Regions from separate parts of the Zea mays genome. Here region 2 is linked to region 1. The links are chromatin contacts, called in public Hi-C maps. All regions are on one chromosome and are shown on one strand. Each heading gives the region's core, a stretch centred on a gene start, on an enhancer-like site or on the middle of the called end of the contact. The rest is flanking DNA. Distances are from core to core; before and after follow the strand shown.

Evidence for each region. A called contact is a pair of places that touch in the nucleus more often than the background predicts.
Region 2: a contact with region 1 is called in a Hi-C map of ear, with 2.1 times the contacts expected there. The contact joins the promoter of LOC100281723 here to the promoter of LOC103627492 in region 1. A contact is called at or near these places in 4 of 25 Hi-C or Micro-C datasets (ear, endosperm, leaf and 1 more).

Annotation. Positions count from the first base shown.
Region 1 is chr5:195,069,548-195,076,681 of Zm-B73-REFERENCE-NAM-5.0, forward strand. It overlaps LOC103627492, which reads left to right and starts at 2,562. Exons shown (of 2, transcript XM_008647783.3): 1 at 2,562-3,037; 2 at 3,171-3,522. The coding sequence starts at 2,712. The coding sequence ends at 3,273. It overlaps LOC100274345, which reads right to left and starts at 1,098. Exons shown (of 9, transcript NM_001148705.1): 1 at 725-1,098; 2 at 477-586. The coding sequence starts at 809.
Region 2 is chr5:195,419,927-195,427,060 of Zm-B73-REFERENCE-NAM-5.0, forward strand. It overlaps LOC100281723 (triacylglycerol lipase like protein), which reads left to right and starts at 4,334. Exons shown (of 1, transcript NM_001154643.2): 1 at 4,334-6,353. The coding sequence starts at 4,476. The coding sequence ends at 6,119. It overlaps LOC542396 (ypt homolog 2), which reads left to right. Exons shown (of 9, transcript NM_001111971.2): 9 at 1-47.

The DNA.
Region 1 (7,134 bases), core at 1,312-3,811:
GGGGGGGGGGGGGGGGGGGGGGCTAAACAGTGAGGTATCTCAAATTTCGTTGATAAACAAATTACTTCAGTTAAAAAGGCACTGAAGTGAATTAACAGAGTCAGAGCAATTTTGACGCAGGTGGTGCAGAAGCAATGCGAGATCCAGAGGAGAGTCTGAAGTTTAGAATAAATTCGGGGGGGGGGGGGGGGGGGGGGGCTAAACAGTGAGGTGTCTCAAATTTCGTTGACATGATAATTCACCAAATTAATAAACAACTTACTCCAGTTAAAAAGGCACTGAAGTGAATTAACAGAGAGTCAGAGCAATTTTGACGCAGGTGGTGCAGAAGCAATGCGAGATTCAGAGTAGGGTCTGAAGCTGAGAATGAAATCAGGGGGGCTAAACAGTGAGATATTACAAATTTCATTGGCAGGGTCGAGAATCCGCAGAAGAACACTTGGCAATGAAATCGTAAAGAAATAGACGAATCTCACCTGCACAGGCGTCAAATCGAAGGAAAGGCGCGCATCGCTGTCCCTCCTCTGCGCGCAGACGCAGGAGAGCCCCCTCCCGATCCACGCCGTCGACCCCGTCACGACCTCCGCTGCAGCAACAGCGTAGGGACAGCACAGACCATAACCATAAGCATCGTCCCGTGGCGTGAGGCGGGAGCAACAACAGCCGCTATGTAAGAAAACAAACGAGGAACTATCCAAATCGGAGGCGAGGCGAGGCGAGGCACCCGAAGAGGAGTGGTGGAAGGCGGCGGCGCGGTCGGAGCCAGAGAGCCGGCGGACGGCGACGAAGGAGCCGGCGCTCCCGTCCATCCCTCTGGTAGAACAGCGACCCAGCTGGCCAGCTCTGGCCTCCCCACTTAACTTTGTTGGTGCCTAACTTTGTTCCCCGCTCCCTCTCTCCCAGCCTCTACGCGCGGGGGCTCATGGTGTCGTGCAGCCGGAGCTCCAACCGCGGGGGCACAAGGCGGGCGGGCAGATCCCGAGAAGGCAGGAGAGGAACGGGTAGAGGAGGGGGGCTATTGCTCGGCTTCGCGGCGGCCTTGCCTCGCCACTTCCGTCCGTTGGTTAGTTGGTTCGTTGGCGCTGGCTCCGCTTCGTCGTTCTGGTTGGGCGGCGCAGCGCTGCTCAGGCCTCAGGACAATGCTGGTGTGTGCTGGACGGTGCAGTGCTCCTGCCGCTGCTGCTTTGGATAAATCAATCAATATAGGGAAATGCTTCCGGCTTTGCCTTTGCTTGCTCGGTTCGCTTTTCTTCTCTCCTTTTTATTTTTTCCCCCGAGGCCTTTTCTCTTTACTATATTTTAATTAAACTATACCCTCCCATTTTATTCCTTTAATTTGGGGGGGGGGCATATATTCTCTTTCGCCTGCCCTTAATTCCTCCAAATTCAATATTTACGGATTTAACGATATGTACTATAAAAATCCTAATATACTTTTTTACTTGTTTCTGGTAGAATTAAGGCGGTTTGCCTTAGCAAAACTAAAATTTTCATTTTTATTGGACGTTCCGGTAATCTAGGTTGTAGGAGTGGATCGGCATGTTTGGAGGAGTAGGTCAGCGTGTTTTCGTGTTAATGTAGGTCACTGAGGGAGGCATCACGGGTTCCAGCCTAGCTCCATGAAATTTAAAGCTGAAACTATCGAGTATATTAAAAAGAATCGGCTCTCAATAACCGTGTTATAACTTTGGACTGGGCACAAATATATATAATAACTACTTTTGTTTTGTTTTAGAACTATATAGACTTATACAGTACAAGTCTCGGCGCTACACATACTCCTGCTGCCGTCAAGTTCTTTTTTTTAGAGGCATGCAGGCGGCTCGATTTTATTTTCAGCACGCATGCATTGTCTAACCCAATTATGGAGAACATTTTCGTTGGTGGGTAATCTGTTTCTGTTGAACCACCCGAGAGCGTCATGAAAGATCAAGGGAAGCAGACTGTACTGTCGGATCGCTTGAGCTGTCATTTTCTGGAGTTGCCGATGGCTTTTCTTTCTTTTTTCTTCTCTTAGGGCATGTTCCAACGAATCTTAAGCAAATTGCTTGTCTAATTTATATACTCCAGCTTTATCAGCTAGAACGAATTTGGAGGAATTCTGGATAAACGAACAGGCCCGCTCTACCACGCACCGTTGAGGCAGCACGACGGTGTGGTCCAGCATGCGATGCAACTACCACTACCAGTTCAACACCCGTCCCTCAGTGGACCTGTAGGACCTAATCCCACCCACTTTGTTTTCTTCAAAAGGCAGCGAATTCGTCGTCACGCTAATCATTTGATGTGCGACAGTTGAGACTACGCTTAAAGCGCCCATCTCCTTTTTAAAAACTAGTACGGAGTATTTTTGCATTAATTCGTCGGCACATTTTTCATACTACACGCGAGCAGGTAGCGATCGAAAGACGAAGGCACGTAGTACACGCCCCAGCACGTACAGTGGTCAGAACTAACCACGTCTAAACCACCGAGATTATTGTCATTATGGAACACGACAGAGTTGGTTTCGACGAAATGGAGGCATAGGGAAGGGCTTCGACAATTTGAAGACGCAGAGGACGGCCAAGCGCTGATATGGACATAAAAATCCCATTAGTTGTTATGGACACTAATTAATCTCCCGCCGTGAGAATAAGTCTCCTCCGCTCGGCTGCCGTCTTCAGCGCCGTCATCCCCAGGGGGCCGCGGTGCCGGACTCGGACGGCGAGATGGCCGCGGACGGCGGCGAGCCAGGAGGTGGCGGGAGCACGAGCACGCGCGCTCCTCTCCCCGATCCCGATATGTGTGCCTGGCTGCTTGCAACCTCCGTGGGATGGAGGCGGCGCGGCAGCAGCAGGAGGAGTGCCCGTGCGGCGAGGCCGAGTCCGCCGACCAGTTCGAGCGGCTCCACGACGCAGTGTTGCTCGACGTCCTCAATCGCATCGGCGACGTCAAGGCGCTCGGCCGCTGCGCCCTCATCAAAACTCAGCTTGTTCCCATGGTTTGATTTGAGGATTGGATGGAAAGCAGAGTATGTGCTTCCTGAGATTCATGGGTAAGTCTGAATCAGCACTAACGCTACTTAAATAAATTACTTATAATTATTATAAGCATTCGAGCAAAGATCCTAGTTCCTGAGAACAATTTGAACTCACGAACACTATGATCGACATATTTGCTCTACACAGGGCTGTTGGCGCAGGAGAACCAGCCTTCAGTATGAACTATAGAAAGTTGCATGCATCGATAGATCGGGTCGAGGCTATAGTTACTCAGTCAGATCGGTATTGATCTCCCAGCGCGGAAAGGCAAGGGAGTTTCTTGATCAATAACAAACACGTTGAGTAGATCCCAGGGTTACAAGAAGCATTCTGAAGCTCCGTGCCTGATGTACAGCAAATAACAAACACGACCGTGTCCAGCTCCATGTGGCGGCGCGCGATGTCGGAGAGGAGGGCGCGGGCGCGCTGCGCGAGCTCGACGCCGTCGAGGAGCGCCGGGAGGTGGAGCAGGCGGCAGGAGGTGGCGGGCCATGGAGAGAGCGCGCGCCATCTGGGAGCTACCCGCTGCGGGGCCGGCCAGGGCGTTTCTCTTCGTCGCCCACGGCTGCCGCTGCCGCCCGGAGAACTTCTGGCCGCCGTCCCCGCGCTGCCCGGGGTGCGTCGGCCTGCCAGAGGACGTCGCCATCACGGACCGCGCGCTGCGGAGGCGGTTCGCCGTGCTGGCCGTTGCGAGCGCCGGGGAGTGCTAGTCGCCGGGGAAGGAGGTCGACGTCGCCAGGCGGGTGATCCGGTCCTGGGCCGCCAAGAACGGGCTCGAAGGCCTGCCGGTAGCCGCCCTCGGCGCTTCGTCCGCGGGTACTTCGTGTCCAGGCTGGCGGCCAAGATGAGCCTCGTCGCCGTCGTGATTATGATCGCCGAGGGCGCATTCGGCAGCTCAGCTGGCGCGCTTCCGGCGGCTTACCCGTCCGCACAGCGGCGTCCTTCATTCGGACGGGTATGGAGGAGAACGCGACGGGTATGGAGGAGACCTAGCCATGGAGAACTGACGGCGACGGCGCTGGGGACGGAACCTGGTTTCAACGAGACTAATACTGCTCTGAACCTGTTAATAGAATAGTCATGTCCATTTTAGAGTGTTGGCTATGCCCAGCTTTTCTATAACGGAGAAACCCCCGCCTGAGCCTCTATTTCGTCGAAACCGCACCCGTCCTGTTTCATAATGTCAAATCTCTCCTAAACCACCGGGATGCACCGCCGAGCAAAGCTCCCCAGCCGGGAAAAAGGCGTCTCGCTCGGCTCGGCTCGCCCTCGCCGCGTGTGGGGGATCACCGAATCACGGGCCGACACCGCCGCCCTGGGCTCCTGCTACCCCCACTTTCCACGGCAGCCGCTCCCATCGCGGGAGGCGGAAAACGATGGATCGGGCGGGGGGCGGGGGCGCCCACATGCGGTGAGCGCGGATCGGATGGTCGGTGTCGCGGCGCGGTACGCCTCGTGTGGCGAGAGCGAGGGCGCCCGCGCGGGAGGGCGCAGCCTTTGTGTGAGGTCGCCGCGACCGACCGGCGTGTCGGGCCGGTGCCTGGGGGGCATGGGACGGGACGGGATTGGGATGTGATGATGCGTACGTCTGCCCGGATCGGAGTGCCGGTGCGCCGGGGCTGGCAGGCAAGCTGCTGGAACGGCATGTTCGGGTCAGAGGGCCCCGTGCTTCGAGTAGTATGGGCTTTGTGTGCTTGGAGCGGCATATTTGGATGGATCGGAGGACTGTAGCCCGTAACGACAAGGAAATGTGGCTACTTTGAATCTTTACTACTATAAATCTTTTGCGCATAAAAAGTCTACTAGTTATTACATATGTGTCGCTGATTCTAGCGAAGCTGTCGTCGCTGCGTCGTGGTCACGACTCCAATAATTCTTACTTCACTGGCCACGGAACCGGGTAAACGTAAATCTCTACCGAACGGAGGAGCTTTGATTCGCAGGCCTAGGTTAGGTCACATATCGATGTTGACCACACCTACATCTCGATCGATATATACATTATTATTATTATATTTCGATAGAGTGCGCTCGCTCCGCAACGTGTGTTCCGAAAGATTCTCGCTACCGGCTGAGTCATCTAGGGCACAGACAGCATCGCACATGCAAGGCAGATGCGCCCGCCTAGGTGTGGCCGCAGTACGTGTGCAAGTGCAGCGCACCACGGCACCGGGTCACTGTTCTCCCCGAGGCGTGGCCGCGTGGGAAGCGGCGAAGCGCTTCCTTTTTTTCCCTCCTCCATGCATGCATGCCACCGACGTATCGGTTCGTGCTTAGCGATCAGAGAGAACCATTTCAAATCCCAGGCACCCTGGACTGGAGCTGGTGCAGTGGAGATACCACCGCTGGATCGGTGGACAGTCGGGATCCACGAAAATGGAGCAGCGTCAGCGTGCAGCGATCTCCAAGTCCTGACTGAAGCTGCCCCTGAGCATGTCTATATATTGTGCAGTCACTCAGGCAGATGTTGGGCCGCCAACTCTATGGTCCATGGGCCTCGGCAACTTTTTTGTTTTAGTACAAAAAGAACCGATCCGTCAATTACTGGGAAACAGAACCGAACTGCCCCCTCCATCTTCTGCCGTCTCCCTCCCTCCGTCTTTCGTTGAGCTTCCCCTCCTGTAATTCCAGAGCCCTCAGCCCTCTAGTTCGTTCGACTTCAGTGCCTTCTTGGTGCTGGACTACTGGTTACTGGTGGAGGCAGCGTAACCGGCTGTTAACACCAGATAGCCAGAGACGCTATGGAACAGCTAAGAGCCCGTTTGGTAGCCTTCCGGCTCTGGCTTTTCTATTAAAGAAAAGAGCTCACCAAACATCATTTTTTAAAGCGGTGTACTGCCAAAAAAAAACTCCTAAAACCAGTAGTGTTGGTGTTTTGTATCTCGCTCCAAAGTAAATTTATTATACGCGTTTTGAGCTCCGGAGGGTGTGCGCGGAGGGCATAAGATTTATACTGGTTCGGACAAAATATCCCTACTTTCAGTCATCGGTGGCTTGCGCTAGCAGCACCATTGTTGATCAAACTTGTAGTAGGGGTAACAAGCAGCCGAGGGAGGGAAGAGAGGCTCTCGTATCTCTTATCGGGGTGGAAGTGGAGCTTATAAGCTACAAGGTGCAATTCTAACTAAGTCTTGGCTTGACGGGGCTCTGGTCTCCTGGTCCTCGTCGGCTCTCCTCCTCCTATTTGTCCTTGTGGGTTTGTCTCCGTCTGAAAGTGTCTGGTTGTCTCTCTATCCCCTCCTTGCCCTGAGACGAGCCTCTCCCTTTTATAGGCCAGGAGAGGGGTCAGCCAACAATGGTTTCTCTGGGAAGGAGCCATAAGGCAAGGATAAAACCAGTGTTTTACCCCCAGGTGAGACCACTCTTACTTGCAGGGCTTGGGTCTATCTGGTTGTCGTGTATTTATCGTGGTGGATGACGTGTGGGTGGCGATGGTTCCAGCCGTCATCATTCGGGCTACGTCAGCCTCTAGCTTCCATAGCCTGGGGCTCGGCGCGGCACGTTGTTTAGTGCCATGCGCACCTAGGCCTAGTCCGATAGGCCACAAGTGCGTCGCAGGCCGAGGGTCGTGTGTGCCATTACCGCGTCGCTTTCCGGGGCACGTAGATCATGAGTGGGAAGCGGACCGGTGCCCACGTTGTGGCTTGGTGCCAGGCGTGGTTAATGTAGCCAGTCATTTATGGTGGGTTAGTTCGGGGCCAGACGCGAAATCCACTCGAGTGGTTTATCCACTTAGCCGGGGGCGAAATGGACCAACTCCTGGGATTTTGATCTGACGGTTACACACTCTTCATGAAGTTGCTTTGTCTCAACTCACCCTTCGCGATGACACCATGTGTCACCTCCGATTCGCTCCGGAACCGCACCGCCAAGTTTTTAGGCTCAAACTTGGTGAAACCCATCATCCATAGCGTTGAGTGGTTTTGAGAATCAACCATAAAATTGTCGTGAGTTGCATACTCCAGACGTATCCCCATGTCCTGGACACGTATCCCGCTGATCCACGACTGTGTCGGCAACACAATATGTTCCACACGTCCTCGCGCTGATGTGTGTCCTAGGCGTACACAAGGAGTTTGCATATCTACCTTTCTCTTTAAGCTTCCGCATT
Region 2 (7,134 bases), core at 3,084-5,583, 350 kb after region 1:
CGTAGTGAGATGAAATGCGTGTGTGGGCAACAAATTTCCTTTTTGGCTAGTTGAGTGGTCTTATCATTGTGCCCGGTGACGGTGACGGTGCCTCTGTCCTGTGGCCTTGCAATGGTCTGTGGGCTTCGAGTGGGTGTGATACTGATACGCCCTCTAGTGCGTTTTTGACATGGAGAAGAACGCCGCTTGGCCCACCACCACCGCCAATTGCTGTGTCCTCTGTGGTGTGTCAGCGCGAGATAACGTTTGACAGGCGAAGCGATGTTGGGGCACATGCGCACCACCGCTGATCGTGAGGCACTGAAAATTTCAAAAAAAAAAAAAACCTCCTTGAAATAATATGGTAGCTTATTTATGTTGGCTTTCCAGAAACTTCACCTGGAAGCACACGAATCATCACTTCAATATATCTACAAAAGCAGGCAAAAATAGTTTGGGTCCTTTTCTCCTGCTCCGCGTGGTCAGTCAGGCCGAGGCCGGGCACCGCACGATGGACATGGACATGCACTCCAGCATCTCATCGTATCTCAAGTACGAAGTTGAACCTAGTTCCGAGCTGTGGTACTCCCTGCTGCACAGATGCACCGCCGGCTTTGCCACTGCCGAACACCAATCGACGAACGCGTTCGTGTGACGGTGCGAGATCTGGGTGTGTGTGCATGCAGCCAGCACCGCGACAACACGGCCATTCCTTCTGGCACCGGCTTCACGGAAAGTCGAGTAGTGTGGTGGCCGTGCCCACCTCGCCGCCGTCCCCGCAAGATTCGCCCGGAAAAGCCCGGCGCTTTACCCGTCCACCACAAAAGCGACAGTGCTGGTAAATTTAACACGCGGAACACGATGGTGGCGTCGTTTTCTTTTTTTTTTTCCCTTTTTTTTGCATTGGTGATTCGGAAACAAGATCCAAAAACTGTGTCCGTCTCACGGTGGTCCGAGCATTTCTACTTTTTGAATATCAGATTATGAGAGCATCTGTTTTTAGGACCAACTTCACTTCGAGCAAGGAGACCTCCTCTATAGATCCTTTCTATTTTTCTGGTCACCAAATTAGCTCTAAATAATATAATAATATGTGAAGATCGAAGTTGTTTGATCACTTTCGTTCTATGCCCGAAAGTTTCATCAACAAAATTACAATACAAAGCCTTAAGGCATACGAAGATTTTCGTTACCTACGAAGGCTGCACGATACAACCATGAGACTCTAGATTATAAATACAGACTATTTATGGAGAAACGTGTAGAGACATATTCTTGACGAAGAGCCCGTCCGTTATATTTTTTCAATTAGCCCCAAGAGACCTCTCTAGAGACCTTATATTAATTAAGATTATACATGTCTAGTGATCGTGAATAACTATTTTTTTATTTCACGTTCGACCATATATTATCTATATTTGATATAGACTCTTCTATAGTTCTATTTAGAACCTCTAAAACTAATAGTTAGGGTTCCAAACACCTATAGCTAATATTCCAACTAATTGTTAGCTAACTCACAACTAACAATTAGTTCGTTAACTGGCTAAACTCAGCTAACAATTTATTACGCCTACTAATTTTTAGATGTAGGGGTCCCAAATAGACCTTTAGGTGACGTTTGGTTCATGAAATGTAACGTAAATGGTAATGATAATGATTCACACTCGAATACCGGTGTTAACAAGTTTGAATAAGCCTGTATCCATTTCTAGTGTGGTATTGATTACGGTTGAACTTAAACAAACATAATTTAACGTTATAGGTTATCCATCACGTTACCAATATGTGAACCAAACGACACCTTAAACCAATGTGGTCATTAGGGCATATACAAACCCAAGCTCTTAGATCGGTTTTTCATGTGTAAAAGACAGCTACGGGACTACATTATACAACCAAGTTCATTAAATCATAAATACCCCATCGGTCTCAAAATAGTAGTGGTTTTAGCTATTGGTTTTCATTTCTATATTCAAATAAATGATGATAGATGTAGATTCATATATAAATCACATGCATCAAAATTTGCATAAACATACAAATTCTCTAGACCGACTACTATTTTGGGAATGGATAGAGTATATACCAGAAACGTAAAACTTACTACACGCTTTAGTACTGGCACATGTCAACGCTGTAGAAAAATAACATGAAGGTCGTATCAGCGACGCCGTTTCCTTTTATGCCCAAGCCGGTATTATTGCGCACTTTGTATAAAAGAACATTTGCTACTACGGTGTCGATCTGAACCAAAACAAAAAAAAGGGGCCAGTTTTTTAATTAGTGGCGAAGTCAGTGGGGGACGGAGAAACAACTAAACATCCCGGTCCCACGAAGGCGACGTGCATTAGCCTAGGCACCCATCCGTCCGGCCATCCCGGGTGGGCCGTGTGGTGGTTAGCGTACGTGGCCAACTCAACTCACCCGCGCTTTCGTTTCTCGGGGGATCGCTGCCGCTGGCAACTGAATGACCCCGATCGATCGCTTTCCATCACGTTCCTCACATCACACACTGCATTGTTCACGCCATGGCTAGCTATCCCCTTATTTTATCGACGTAGTCCCCCCTCCCTTGTTGCTCGTCCCCGTCGTCGTCCATGGCGTTTTTCACCACGTAGTACGGTGACGACCCACGACTACTAGCTAGACCAATCCACCATCCTGCCAGCTGATTGGCCATCACCGGGCACCATTTGATCACACGCCTCTAGTACCTGGATAAAAATAATCACACATGCTTGGTCCATTGACATTTCGGCGCTCGGAGTGCGCGCGCGTCAGGTCACTTGCCCACGCGCATGCGCCTCTGCTGCTTCTCCTCGTCTCGACCTCCCGTGCGTCAAATAAGACGAAGGTGATTCGCGCTTCGCAGATCCACTCTCAGGGTCAGGTTATTGAACCGCTGCCTAACTTGAAAAAAAAAAGGAGTCGCAACCACGCCACGAGCACCATGTTTGTTTGGTTTTATTGTTTTTCTAATAGAAAAAAGGTTCTTTTACGAAAGAGAGAGGGAGACAGGGAAAAAAAGAAACGGGAAACAATTGGAAAAGCAGCTCCTGCTGAAAACGTCTTTCACTACAGCAGCAGCAGCGCTGTCTGCAACGAACGGATAAAAAGGCGAGCCGCCAAAGCGCGGAAACCGACTGGATTGGACCGCCAAAGTAGGACCGCAGCACATGCCAATGCCCTGCGTCCGTCCCATGGGCCATGGCCATACCATACCACACGAGGCGGTTAATTAGCGAGAGTTGGATGGATCTGAGTATCTGACTGACCTCCTCCTAATCGTATCCCAGTTCAAACTATAGTGCGGTTGCGTTTCAAAGCGTATCCTGGGCCAACGACCGGCACGCCCCCCGGTCCGTCCGCGGACGTACATACGGAAAACTAATAAAACTTGGCAACCAACTCCTCCTCCTCCTAGCAAGGATTTGGATTTCTTTTGAATCCTTTGACGTTCGTCTAAACCAAGGTAGCTAGGACCAGACCGACTTGTTCTTATTATATGGACACGATTTGTTTATTACGCGAAACGATCGGTACGGACGTTTAAGGATTGCTCGAACATGCGTGTCTGCGGCGGATGGGAGAGCTAGATCTGATCGGGCCATCACGTCGTCGATCCGGGAACAAAGCCGGAGGCTTGCTACTGGTAGCTGGGACAAACACGGTGGTTTGACCTGACAAGCCGATTAGCTGCCTGCCTTCCTGTTCCTACCTAGCTGCACTGCGATTAGAGAGTCAACGCTGCTTGCATCGGAGAACGGACGGACCCCCGGATGCGTGTGTGTGTGTGTGAATCCAGGCCCACGCGCGGTCCTCCGCTAGCTCTAAACATTTTACCGAGACCGGACCCGGACCAGATACCGTACGCGACTTTGGGTGCGCACCGCCATGTGGACACGCGCTCTCCTCGGCGAATACTAAACATTTTATCTGCTCCTGCTCGCGCATGCATGGAGCTGACGGAACTCGCTCGCCGAGTCAAGGCGGCGGCAAAGTCCAAGGCACCCGCCCGGCCCGCGCCGCGCACCGCGTAGGCGTGTAGCTAGCTTGCCGCGGCTGGCTGGCTGTCAGTGTCAGGGTCGTGGACTAGTCGGCAGGCAGCTGGCAGCCAGAGGCAGAGTCAGTTCGGGAATCGGGAGGATCGGCGGCAGGTGCCGCGCCCTGACCAGCAGAGCAGGGCTTCCCGCGCGAGTTGCGACCTTGTCTCGCGTGTCTGTGCCTCCCTCGGGGCCATGGAATCGCCACGTCCCAATCGCTCGCTAGTGGCAACCACTCCATTAAATAAATCACCCTCCGCCGTGGCCGCTTCCCATCCTCCACCCCGGTTATAAAAACCCGTCGCCCGCCGTGTCACCTCACATTTCGGAAGCTAGCTAGCTCTGCCCTCTGCTCGGGGCTCCTCCTTCCCAGTAACAACTAACAAGTCTACACACAGGGGACACCACAAGTACATCGCCACCGACGGAGGAGGAACAACAAGAACCCCGATGACAATTGCAGCCGCGGTGACCGCGCCCACGTCCGCGCCAGTGCACGTCGCGCCGCGCCACGCCAGCCCCGCGGTCCAGCCGCGCGCCGCGCCGCGCAGGGAGCCGTCGCCGCTCAACCCCAACGCGCCGGCGCAGGCGCTCCGCTCGGCCAGCCCCGGCGGCGGCGGGTCTTCCGCGGCCCCGGACGGCGCCAGGGCTCACATCGCCAACCTTGACAAGGTGCTCGGGAAGCCGCCGCAGGTGCCGAGGCCCGCGAGCCACGCCGCCGCGAGCAGGCAGGGCCAGGGCCAGGGCCAGGACGGCGAGCAGGAGCCGCTCAACGTCCGGCACGGCCTGCTCAACGCGCTCAACCTCTCCTTCTTCGTGCCCATGCCCGGGATGCGGGCGCGGACGGCCGCCGACGAGCACATGTCGCCGCGCAGCCTCATGCACATGCAGCAGCTCCTCTCCGCCGACTCCCCGCGGGCCTCCCCGCGGTGCACCATCGCGCCGCGCTGGCGCAGCCTCCACGGGGAGGGCGGCTGGGAGGGCCTGCTCGACCCGCTGGACTCCGACCTCCGCCGCGAGCTCCTCCGCTACGGCGACTTCGTGCAGGCCGCGTACCAGGCCTTCCACTCGCTGCCCACCGCGTCGGCGAGGCACCGCGGCCTCATGCTCCCCGACCGCTCCTACCGCCCCACGCGCAGCCTCTTCGCCACCTCCGCGCTGTCCATGCCGCCGTGGGCCAAGCGCCCCAACACGCCCGAGTGGCTCACGCAGCAGTCCAACTGGGTCGGCTACGTCGCCGTCTGCGAGTCGGAGCGGGAGGTCGCCCGCATGGGCCGCCGCGACATCGCCATCGTGCTGCGCGGCACCGCCACCTGCCTCGAGTGGGCCGAGAACCTCCGCGCCTCGCTCGTGCCCCTCGACGGCGGCGACAGCAGCGACGGCGCCGACACGCCGCCGCCGGAGCCAGAGCCCAAGGTGGCGCGGGGCTTCCTCAGCCTCTACAAGACGGCCGGGGACAAAGTCAGGAGCCTGTCCGAGGAGGTCATGGACGAGGTGCGCCGCCTCATGGACAAGTACAAGGGCGAGGAGCTCAGCATCACGGTCGTCGGCCACAGCCTCGGCGCCGCCCTGGCGCTCCTCGTGGCCGACGAGGTCGCCACCTCCATCCCCGACGCGCCCCCCGTCGCCGTCGTCTCCTTCGGGGGCCCCAAGGTGGGCAACGCCGCGTTCGTCGATAGGCTCGCCAGCAGCGGCAAGGTCAACGTCCTCCGCATCGTCAACGCCGGCGACGTGGTCACCAAGGTGCCCGGGGTGGCGCCGCGGCTGCCCAACAAGAAGGAGCAGTACCAGCACGTGGGCGCGGAGCTCCGGATCGACAGCAAGAACTCGCCGTGCCTCCGCCCGGATGCGGGGCCCGCCTGCCGCCACGACCTGGAGGCGTACCTGCACCTCATCGACGGCTTCACCGGGACGGGGCGCCCGTTTCGGCACGACGCGCGCCGCAGCGTCATCCGCCTCCTGCAGCTGCAGAGGGGCAACGTCAAGAAGGAGTACGTGAACCGGGCGCGCGAGCTCGGCGTCGACCCCGCCGCGCCGGCGGACGTCAGCCGGAGCATGGCGTACGGGAACTGCGCCGTCGCCAGCCCCTCGTGAGGGATCAAATTATTATTACGTCTCCTTCGGTGGACCGTCATGTAAATTTTGTAGGAGGGAAAGAAGAATTCTTTCGTTAGTTGCCGGTGCGATCCGGGAAAGATCTCCCGTCTTCCGTTTCGTTTCGTTTTGACATCGATGCATGTACAGGACCAAAAAAAAAAAACAGGCAAGCCGCAAGCGCAAGTGCGTGCGCAGCCCAATCAATAAGTGAAAGCGTGTCTTGATGTGTTCTTTGACGGGTGCCCCATTGTTTCTTTCCGAGAGAGACCGCCTACTCCATAAGTTGGATTTTTTCAACTCTTCGGAATGCTGATGTGAAAAAAAGAAGAGGAAGTAAGCTGTAAGTTTACAACTAGTTTATACAGGGAAGAAACTTTTTGAGAGAAGAAAAAATATAATAAAGCCGAGAAGATAAGGAAGGCAAGCCCATGGGGATGTAAAGAACCAACGTGGACGTCTAACTCATATATTTCCTTCAGTTCCGAATTAGAAGTCGTTTTAAACAAGATTTGAATTAAACTTATAAAATTTTGACTCCAAATAACCGTTTTATTATTTAGTTTTAAAATCTAATAGTCATATGTACCAATTTATATTAAAAAGTACTTATACAAAAATATAAATATATTAATAGTTCATGTGTATGTTAACAAAAAATGATAAAAACTATATTTTAGACACCGTGTTACTGTCCTAAACTACTTGTAATTTGGAACTGAAGGGAGTATGCTATAGCGCTTAACGGAGGTCTAGTCCAGTTGAAGTCCATCATGGATTTTAGAGCAGTCATAGATAAAATCGACGTCCATTACACATATACTATTTCCAATGACCCATATTTGCGTAGAGCCATAGAAAGATAAATCGATAAGCTCACCATTGTTAAAATTGAGAAACTCGATGGAACTGGATTGCTCAAAAAAAGTTGCAGTTGATGTGTTTGGCTACCTAGAGTTTAAAGTTAGAGCATGACAAACAAGGTATAATAATAAATAGATTTATTAGCAGACAT